Linked DNA regions of Hordeum vulgare: region 2 is linked to region 1. A link is a contact called in public Hi-C data. All regions are on one chromosome and are shown on one strand. Each heading gives the region's core, a stretch centred on a gene start, on an enhancer-like site or on the middle of the called end of the contact. The rest is flanking DNA. Distances are from core to core; before and after follow the strand shown.

Region 1 (4,266 bases), core at 706-3,205:
TTTCCCAAAACGCAGTTCAAGCTGGCCATAGCAGCAGGATATACATGCTACCAACCATCAATTGAGTTTACAGTTTCATGAACTTGCAAGCAAAATGAAATGGGTGTAAAGATAAGCCACGGATCTATGATATAAATCAAGTACCATTGATAATAGTTACCGTGATAGGGAGAACCCAATAATCTAAATATGGTGTACAAGTACACAACTGAAGCATGAACCCACGATTGAACTGCAAAGATAGTCACTTGGTAACACGAAAAATCCAACACGACTCCAACAGCTAAATAGATCAATCTCTCTATGCAATCGAGAAGCAATCAGATAATTGCTCGACCCTAGCAATTGTGTCATACTCCAGTCCTGATCCCAGTCATCCATGGGTGTTCAAAGCTTCCCAGACCAGATTCTTGGGCGCAGATCCAGTAGTGGCGTCCCTGGCCTGCAATGCTGCAGCCCTTAGCGTCTTCCATGTCATTACATTTGCCTCCCAGAATGTGGCAGCACCATAAGACAGCCCGTGCTTCTTGCAAAGGTCGCGCACAATCGGCGCGACCATCCTATAGTGGCACCGAGGCAGGCGGGGAAACAAATGGTGTTCAACCTGGAACTGCAGACCACCATGGAACCAATCCATCCACGGGGAGCACTTGATATCAAGTGTGCCCGCGGTTTGCCTCTCAAACCAGTCGTTCCCCTTTGGTGGCCCGACATAAACTGCTGATGAGAAGTGGTTGAGGCAGAACTGCACATGCTGAATCCCCGTGATCACAAAGCTTGCAAGCACAAAAGCCACCCTCTCCCACCAATTCGGCAGGCAAGACACCAGCAAGGGGTACCAAACCCAGAACGCGGCCACACCGGCGATCTCCAGCCAACGCTGCCGCACCTTCTTTTGTGTGATGAGGAACACGATTGACTGCACTAGAAGATTTATCCTTGCAAATCCCATCACCGGGTAAAATGTCCAGTGCTGGTAGCTGACGAAGAACTTGGATATGGCATCGAACGCCAAGGTGCGCTCGTAGCAGACTGACCAAAGGTTGTTGAAGAGCTTGGTGGAAACCGCGAAGAGCGGCAAGTGCTGGAGGTCCGGGTCATGGTCGAGGCTGTTGCAGGAGATGTGGTGTGTGTTGTGGTTGAACTTCCACCAGGCGATGCCGAGGCCGGTGAGGCAGTTCCCGGAGACCACCTGCAGGAGGCGGTTGAGCGCGGGGTGACTGGTGATCTGGTGGTGGCCGGAGTCATGGCCAATCCAGCCCGACTGGATCCAGATGAAGCCAATGAGGCCGCCGGCGAACATGTGGGCCCCGGTGCTGGAACAGGCGAGGACGCAGTAGAGGGCGACGCAGAAGAGCACCGACATTGCGACGAGCAGGAACTTGGGGGTGTGGCCGACGCGCTCGAAGAGGCCCGCGGATGAGAGCTGCGCGAGGAGGCGGCGGAAGTCGGCGGAGGCGGGGGGGACGGTGTAGTCGGAGAGGCGGCCGACGAAGAAGCGGCGGAGGAGCGGGCGCACGGAGGGCGGGTGGTAGGCCATGAAGGCGTCGGTGGCGTCCTGGCCGGCGAGGGTGATGAGCGGGACCTCGCCGCCCGGGTGGTAGCGCAGCCACGGCGTGACGTCGTAGACGTCCCCGGAGATGGAGATCCAGAGGTCGTCCGCGGCGGCGTGCGCCTGCAGCTCCTTGGTGGAGATCATGCGCACGTCGGCGGCGTCCTTGGTGGCGGCCGGCATTGCGTCGGCGTCCGGCGCCGTAGCGTCCGCGAGGCCCGTGCGGGCCATCGGTGGCGTGGATTTAGCTGGAGCGCGAGGAGGGGGTGGTCAGGAGGGAGGGAGGGGGAGGGGGGAAGAGGAGATCGGATCTTAAAACAGGAACGGGGGTTTGTTAGGGAGGGTCCGGTGGGGAAGGGAAGCTCCTTTCTTTTAGTAGACGGCTAGACGCGCTTCTCCCCACGCCCTGGATGTGCTGTTACGTTTTCTGTTTTCTAATACGCCCTCTTCACTCCACGGTAAGGATTATCTCAAGATGGCTCAGGGGAAAATATGTGATGCACCGGAGGTTGTGATGCTATCGGTGCATCAAATTCAAGTTGCGCTTTTAGAAGGTTTAAAAAAAATCTGAAAAAAGAAATTATCACTTTCACACAACATCCATGTATGTTCTCATAAAAATTTCAAGTCAAAACTCGAAACATAAATCAAAAAACAAAAATGACAAATTCAAAACTGAACAGTATATAACATAACTTATGCTTTAGATTTGACGCATTATTACATTGATGTCAAATTTGTCATTTCTGTATCTTAAAAAATATATTGAATTTTGATATGATTTTTTGTGACATCCTACATCGATGTTGTGCTAACGTGCTAATTATTTTTCAGATTTTTCGAGATGTTATATAGCATCCGGTGCATCGATAGCACCACAAGTACGGGTGCACCAGATACATTCCCGTTGGCTCATCGACGTCCTCCTTTGCCACGGATCCGGATCCACCTAGTCCACCTCCAACGCCGATCCTAAAAAATAAAACACTGCATCCGATCAACAAATTGGGGGAAGTCAGACCGCGAATGCTAATGCGGGAAATAGCCATTCAAAACTAGTCGCATATATCCAGTTGTATTTTGTTTGAAATTTAATGAAATTGAATAAATTTGATGCATATTTAAACTACTCAACCATATTCATTTCTACTTGGATAATTTTACATAAAATCGGATAGTTTTTGACATATTTAAACTAGACCGGACTCTAACTCTAGCCTAAGATGATCGTTGACGTCCTTTCCTCGTGTCCGATCGGCCATGAGCCCCATAAAATGAAGCTTTGCCTTCGCAGCCTGCTTGTTGCTAATCCGCCGACGATGATCAGCTCGCCAAGCTTGGCTTCAACGACACGGGAGGAGTCGTGGACTTCGTGGGACCCCGAGCACCAACAACCTTGCATGCTCTACTCTTCCTCGCTATCGACGGCGCCTGCTGACATGACGACATCGTCGTCGTGCCGGCGAGGCGCCGAGGAGCTGGCGACGTCTTTGTCCTCGTCATCCTTGTTGTAGACTTCATCTTCCGCTTCGTCGAGCTCCTTGAAGGCTAGCTGTGCCTAACGGACACGGTACCGCGAGTGGTAGTGGCAGGATTCACAAAACGGTGTGGAAGTACGGAAGCAACACCTCGTTCTCGCCCACGTACACACCCTCGCGATGGTCGGGTTGGCGGCGAGTTGCTCCTCTGCGCGTCGGTGCTTGTCACGAAGGCGGACGTTGTACTCCTGTTCGGCCTATGCCCGTAGGAATGCAAGCCGCCAGTCTTCCAACACCATCTCGGTGTAGTGAGTACGAGCCTTGATACATCTCGACCTATCTATATTTTTTATTGTTTTCTTATCACTTCCACATACTTTTGGCAACAATTATCAGCCTCTCTCGTGTAATGATAGGCAAATAAACCCCCATCTTGAAAATAACCTCATTACCTTGGAAGATACTAACCGTTCTTTTGCTCCAGGAGGAGTACGAGCACACACAATAGATGTTTATTTGAGTGAGTAGAGGTGTCACATGTAAATTTACTTGGAACAACGGGGCAATACCACATGTAGGTAGGTATAGTGGGCTCATTTGGAACAACTTGGATTTAAGGATTTTGGATGCACAAGCAGTATTATCGCCTAGTACAGGTGAAGGCTAGCAATTAGATTGAGAAGCGACCAGATAGAGAGCGAAAATGGTCATAATCATGCATTGAAAATAATTAACGATGAACACTAGCATGAGTAGGATGTAAACACGCTGAATATAAATATTAGGAAGGTTGCATTGGTTTTGAATCAACTACATGGTTGCACATGTGCCAAGTCAAGCTACTTGAATTACTCACAGGAGAATAACATACTAACATACTACATCACCACCATTTCAATGGATGTTGACACACAAGATAAATCATTATCCACCCATAGCTATTTAAGCATGGCATGAGTGATACTCATGATCTGCGCTGGGTTTTCGTGAAGAGGAACGGGTTATCGCAACACAAAGTGGCTAAGCATTTCTCTCGGTTATGAAACAAAGGTATCGAACCAATAGGAATATCAACCACAACCGTCTTCATCGGCCGCACACAAAATAACAAACAATCTGCACCCAATGCGGGCAAGAGGGTTGTCAATCATGTTGTCTTGTTATTTGCAAGCAAGTGAGGCATGTAGATAATTGTAGATAGCAATATGAAATAAAAACAAGTAAATGGCAGCAAGG
Region 2 (4,266 bases), core at 507-3,006, 200 kb before region 1:
AGGTGCTTCGGTAGTTGTATTTTCTATTAGTTAGGTAGTTATACACACAAATACTCCCTCCATCTCATAATATAAGAATGTTTTTCAACCTGCTTTAGCTTCAAAAACGTTCTTATATTATGAGACGGAGGGAGTATCTGTTAAACGCTAGTGCGCACCAGTGTCGATGCTACAATAATAACTTAGCATCTGTCCTGGATGGCAAGAAAAGATGGGCATCATTTGTTAAGCACCTCTCCAAACATCTGCATCACAGATGCTTTAAGCACTTGAGATCACATAAATGAATCGCTCATTCCCACTTAATGCGAGTTGGTCACCAGTAATCAGGTCAAGGACTTAACTTGGAAGTTGGAACACTGAAGCAAATGGATGTAGAGCTCATAAACCTCATAAACAGGACTAGATGGACATATGATTATATTTCAAATATATTAACAATTGCAAATAGTGGTAGTTTTGTGAATCTCTGACCCAATCAAAATTTATATATCGATGTTTGAGAAACAGGCTAATCCTACCAGGAAGCGTGATGGTCAATCAAAAGCGCCAGTTGCAAAACACACACACACACACACACAATCTATGTTGCACAGGTTGTTAGATGACTTAGCTGAAATCATTTATCATTACTTGAACCATTAAGTTCATCTTGTTGTAGAGAAGACGATTGAGCATGAAAGCTACCTGCAGGGCTGCAAAGTTATAGGCACAACAATGAAATGAAATGACTCAGTGACTTATCTTCCAGCATGTTATACAATGAAAAATCCTTCAAGCTATTTAACTATTTACTCAGCTATATGTATGTACTCGTACACCCTTTCCCCTGCACACTAACCACACTCTAACCTGCTAGTGAACTTAGCACGTTTCCCCTTAGGACAGCCAATAATGTCAGTTGCATTCACAGCTTATCACCAACTTCTTTGAACAATCGAACAGGAAAACAGCAACAATCATCAGCGGTGCACTAAATCGAATACCATTGATGCTAAGTAGCTTGCCACAAGAGACTAACATACTGTCATTCGACCTTAAATTCAAACACTACATTAGTAATGATCTTACAATCAAACACTACATCTGAGATAAATCCAGTCTTGCCTTCCTCATAGGGAGATTCACTACATTACAGGTTAAACGAACAACAAAGTACGAGGGAAATAACATCAGGCTAAAGGAAAAGCTCACAAAGCTCACGCGAAATCTTCCATCAAGATGGCCTTCTCCACCATCTCCTCCTCTTCCTCCTCCTCCTTCCGCCGCTCTCCTTCTCTGGTTCCCTTGCCGCAACGCTTCTCCTGCCCCAGCTCTTCTCCGACCACAACGACCCTATCTTCCTCATCTCCGCGCCTGACGACTACCACCTCGTCGCTGCCTCCTCCGCCACCGCCGCCGACGACCACGACCTCGTCGGCGCCGCCCTCGCTGCCGCCCACTGCGCCAGAAAGGGCGTCAGGGACGGCCCCGCATGTGGGTCCCGCGTCCTCCACGCAGCCTCCACGAGGCGCAAGGGGGGCATCTCCCCCGTCCTCGTCCTCGTCGTCGGAGAGGGAGAGGCGGGAGGAGACGGCCAACGCCGCAAGGGAGAAAGCCTCGGCGATGGACTCCGGCGGGAGCGCGCAGTCCTCCAGGCCCGCATCCTCCAGCCGCGGCGGCCGGATGGGGTCACCGGCGGCGATGTGCCTGCCTAGGCTGCCTTCCTCGGCCATTTTTGGTGCACGGCACGTGCGCTGGCTAGCTAGTCTGAACGTGGGCTTCCAGTATGCTCTCTCTGCGCGTAAAGCATATGCGGGTCACTATGGTGGGCCGTAATTTTTTTTAGCTCTCGCGTAAATAGCATGTTTTTATGGGACCTCCTATGTGGCGCTTCAGGCGCCACTAGGGGAACGGGCGCCTGCAGCGCCCCTCTTCGTGGGCCAGCCCATGTAAAGTGCGTTGGTTATTAAAAAACCGAAAAAAGTTCACAGAATTTTCAAAAAGCTCAGATTTGCGGGAAAAAAAAATCAATGATTTGGAAAACAAGTTCACCGATTTTTTTAAATATGTTCATCATTTTTAAAAAAGTTCATAGAATTCGAAAAAAATATCATCGATTTTGAAAAATATTTCACTGATTTTGAAAAAAGTTCATGGATTTTAAATTATGTTCATCGATCTTAAAAAAAACCAAAGATTTAAAAACAAATCGTCGATTTTCAAAAAAGTTCACCGATTTTTTAAAAAAATCACGGAAGCTAAAAATGTTCATGAAGAGTTTCTAGATGGGACGGCCTATTGTGGAGCGCTGCAGGCGCCAGTTAGCACATTTTGCGTGTAACCGGCGCCTATGGCGCTAAATAGGGTTTGCCTGTTTTTATTACGTCCAGCCCTCTTGTGGGCCAGATTGTCTGTCACGTATTGAGCTGGCCCATGCGGAAGAGGGCTCCAGTTATAGTTTTTCAATAATTGCCCCACATCTTGAAAAGGAAAAGAAGAGTGCTCAAAAAAAGGGTGAAAAGAAGAGTGTGTGAGGGGAAACAAAGAGAGACAAAAAATAAAGGAAAAACACATGCCGCTTAAAAATAAACTACTCCCTCTGTGTCAGTTTCCGCGGGTACGCAGTGGCGCATACGTGCACCTGCAGGCAAGTCGGCGCCCATCTCTACGATCCTGACAGACAGTAAGTTGGCATGGAGGTGGAGCGTGTTCCACGGCCACGGTGCGATGAAATTAGGCCGTAGTGCTCGACGCACCGTGCGACGTCAGGTTCGCCGTTCACGAGTGGCCACGAAGCTGAGAAGCAGATGGCACGATTGATCATTTTGGCGTCGTGCACAGGCGGTCGATATCGCGATGCGGAGATGGCCAGATCAAAGAGTCGCCGGGGATGCTTTTCTTCAGACAGAGGCATCAGGCATGTGCCATGCAGCATCCGCGAGAACAATACTAAACTAAATAAAAATAAAATGAAGGAGCACGCACGACGACACGATTCAGTGACAGAAAAAAATCGCCGTTGCCGGGGATCGAACCCGGGTCACCCGCGTGACAGGCGGGAATACTTACCACTATACTACAACGACTTTGATGAACAAATTTGTTATTATATGTATTAGTTTCTTACATTTATCTTGGCCCGCCAGCACACGGTGGCACACAGTCGGGAACACATCGACATCGATCGGCGTTGCCCCAGACAACGTGTGCCCCTCAAGCATCACCGATTTGTATGTACATGTTCGGTGCTGATTGCGGTCAAATCAAACTAACAGTCATTGGTTCACCATGTGATGATCTTTGCACCCGTGCACAGCTACATGCATCGTGCTGCCTGCCTGCGTGCCCAGCCACGACTTTTGTGCACACATTTCATCCATGTCTACAGCTGGTTTAAACAGTAGTCCAACATAATTTATTATTTGAAAAGGACACAAGCTTTACCATATTCATGAATTAAGGAAGAGGTTGTAAATCCTACAAGCCCTAAGGCCGCCCCACCCGAGAAAAAAAAGCCTACTCTCGAGACATCAAATTACTCAAACGTACAACATCCGTTTTAAACCAAATATGAGCCTCCTCACATGTCCTACGAAAGATGTATTCCGTAGTTGCGGATTTATTGTTGAAGATCCTCATGTTATCCTCGTTCCAATTTTTTTAAACGAGTAGCATTGCTAGTGCCTCACGAGGCCATATCCTTGCGATTATCGCGATCTCCATCCATTAAGTGGTCCCATCAAGCAGAGACAATGTTGGTGCCCGCCCAAGAGCTAGCATGGATCTCGTATGGAGCCCTAGACTCTTAGGGAGAAATGGCACTCGAACAACAAATGGGTGGCCGACTCCATGGTGGTGGTACACGGAGGGCATAACCTATAGTTGGGCCACCTCGGCTTGGCCAACCGGTCCCCCGTCCACACCACACCTTGTTTAGAATTGTTTTAAATGATGAGCCATGCGAAGAATCTGCATGGGGGATGCCCACACCTTCGAAATGGTGGTCTTTAAGCTTGTTGCGGTTGGCCCCAAGAATTAGGCCTTGTAAGCCGATGCTCCGGAGTAGCATCCACACAACGTTAGCTTCAACGCAATAGAGTCCAGCCTATCTTCGACGAGTTGCATGTGGGAGGTGAAGGACCAAAGATGAATGAACCTGTGCAGGTTGTGAGTAGTACGACCTTCAAACAAGTTGATACCTGATGACGAGTTGATGGATACACTTCTCGCCCCTCGTTGGTTACCCCAAGCGGAAGGTGAAGATGTAGTCAGCAGCAGATTTCT

Evidence for each region. A called contact is a pair of places that touch in the nucleus more often than the background predicts.
Region 2: a contact with region 1 is called in a Hi-C map of seedling, with 6 times the contacts expected there. The contact joins the promoter of LOC123395364 here to the promoter of LOC123394924 in region 1. A contact is called at or near these places in 4 of 6 Hi-C or Micro-C datasets (leaf and seedling) and 1 of 1 datasets of contacts at active chromatin or transcription factors (embryo).

Annotation. Positions count from the first base shown.
Region 1 is chr5H:395,523,195-395,527,460 of MorexV3_pseudomolecules_assembly, reverse strand. It overlaps LOC123394924 (delta(8)-fatty-acid desaturase 2), which reads right to left and starts at 1,955. Exons shown (of 1, transcript XM_045089810.1): 1 at 1-1,955. The coding sequence starts at 1,783. The coding sequence ends at 374.
Region 2 is chr5H:395,721,089-395,725,354 of MorexV3_pseudomolecules_assembly, reverse strand. LOC123395364 reads right to left here and starts at 1,756. Exons shown (of 1, transcript XM_045090354.1): 1 at 970-1,756. The coding sequence starts at 1,715. The coding sequence ends at 1,200. It overlaps TRNAD-GUC (a tRNA gene), which reads right to left and starts at 3,068; the gene lies at 2,997-3,068.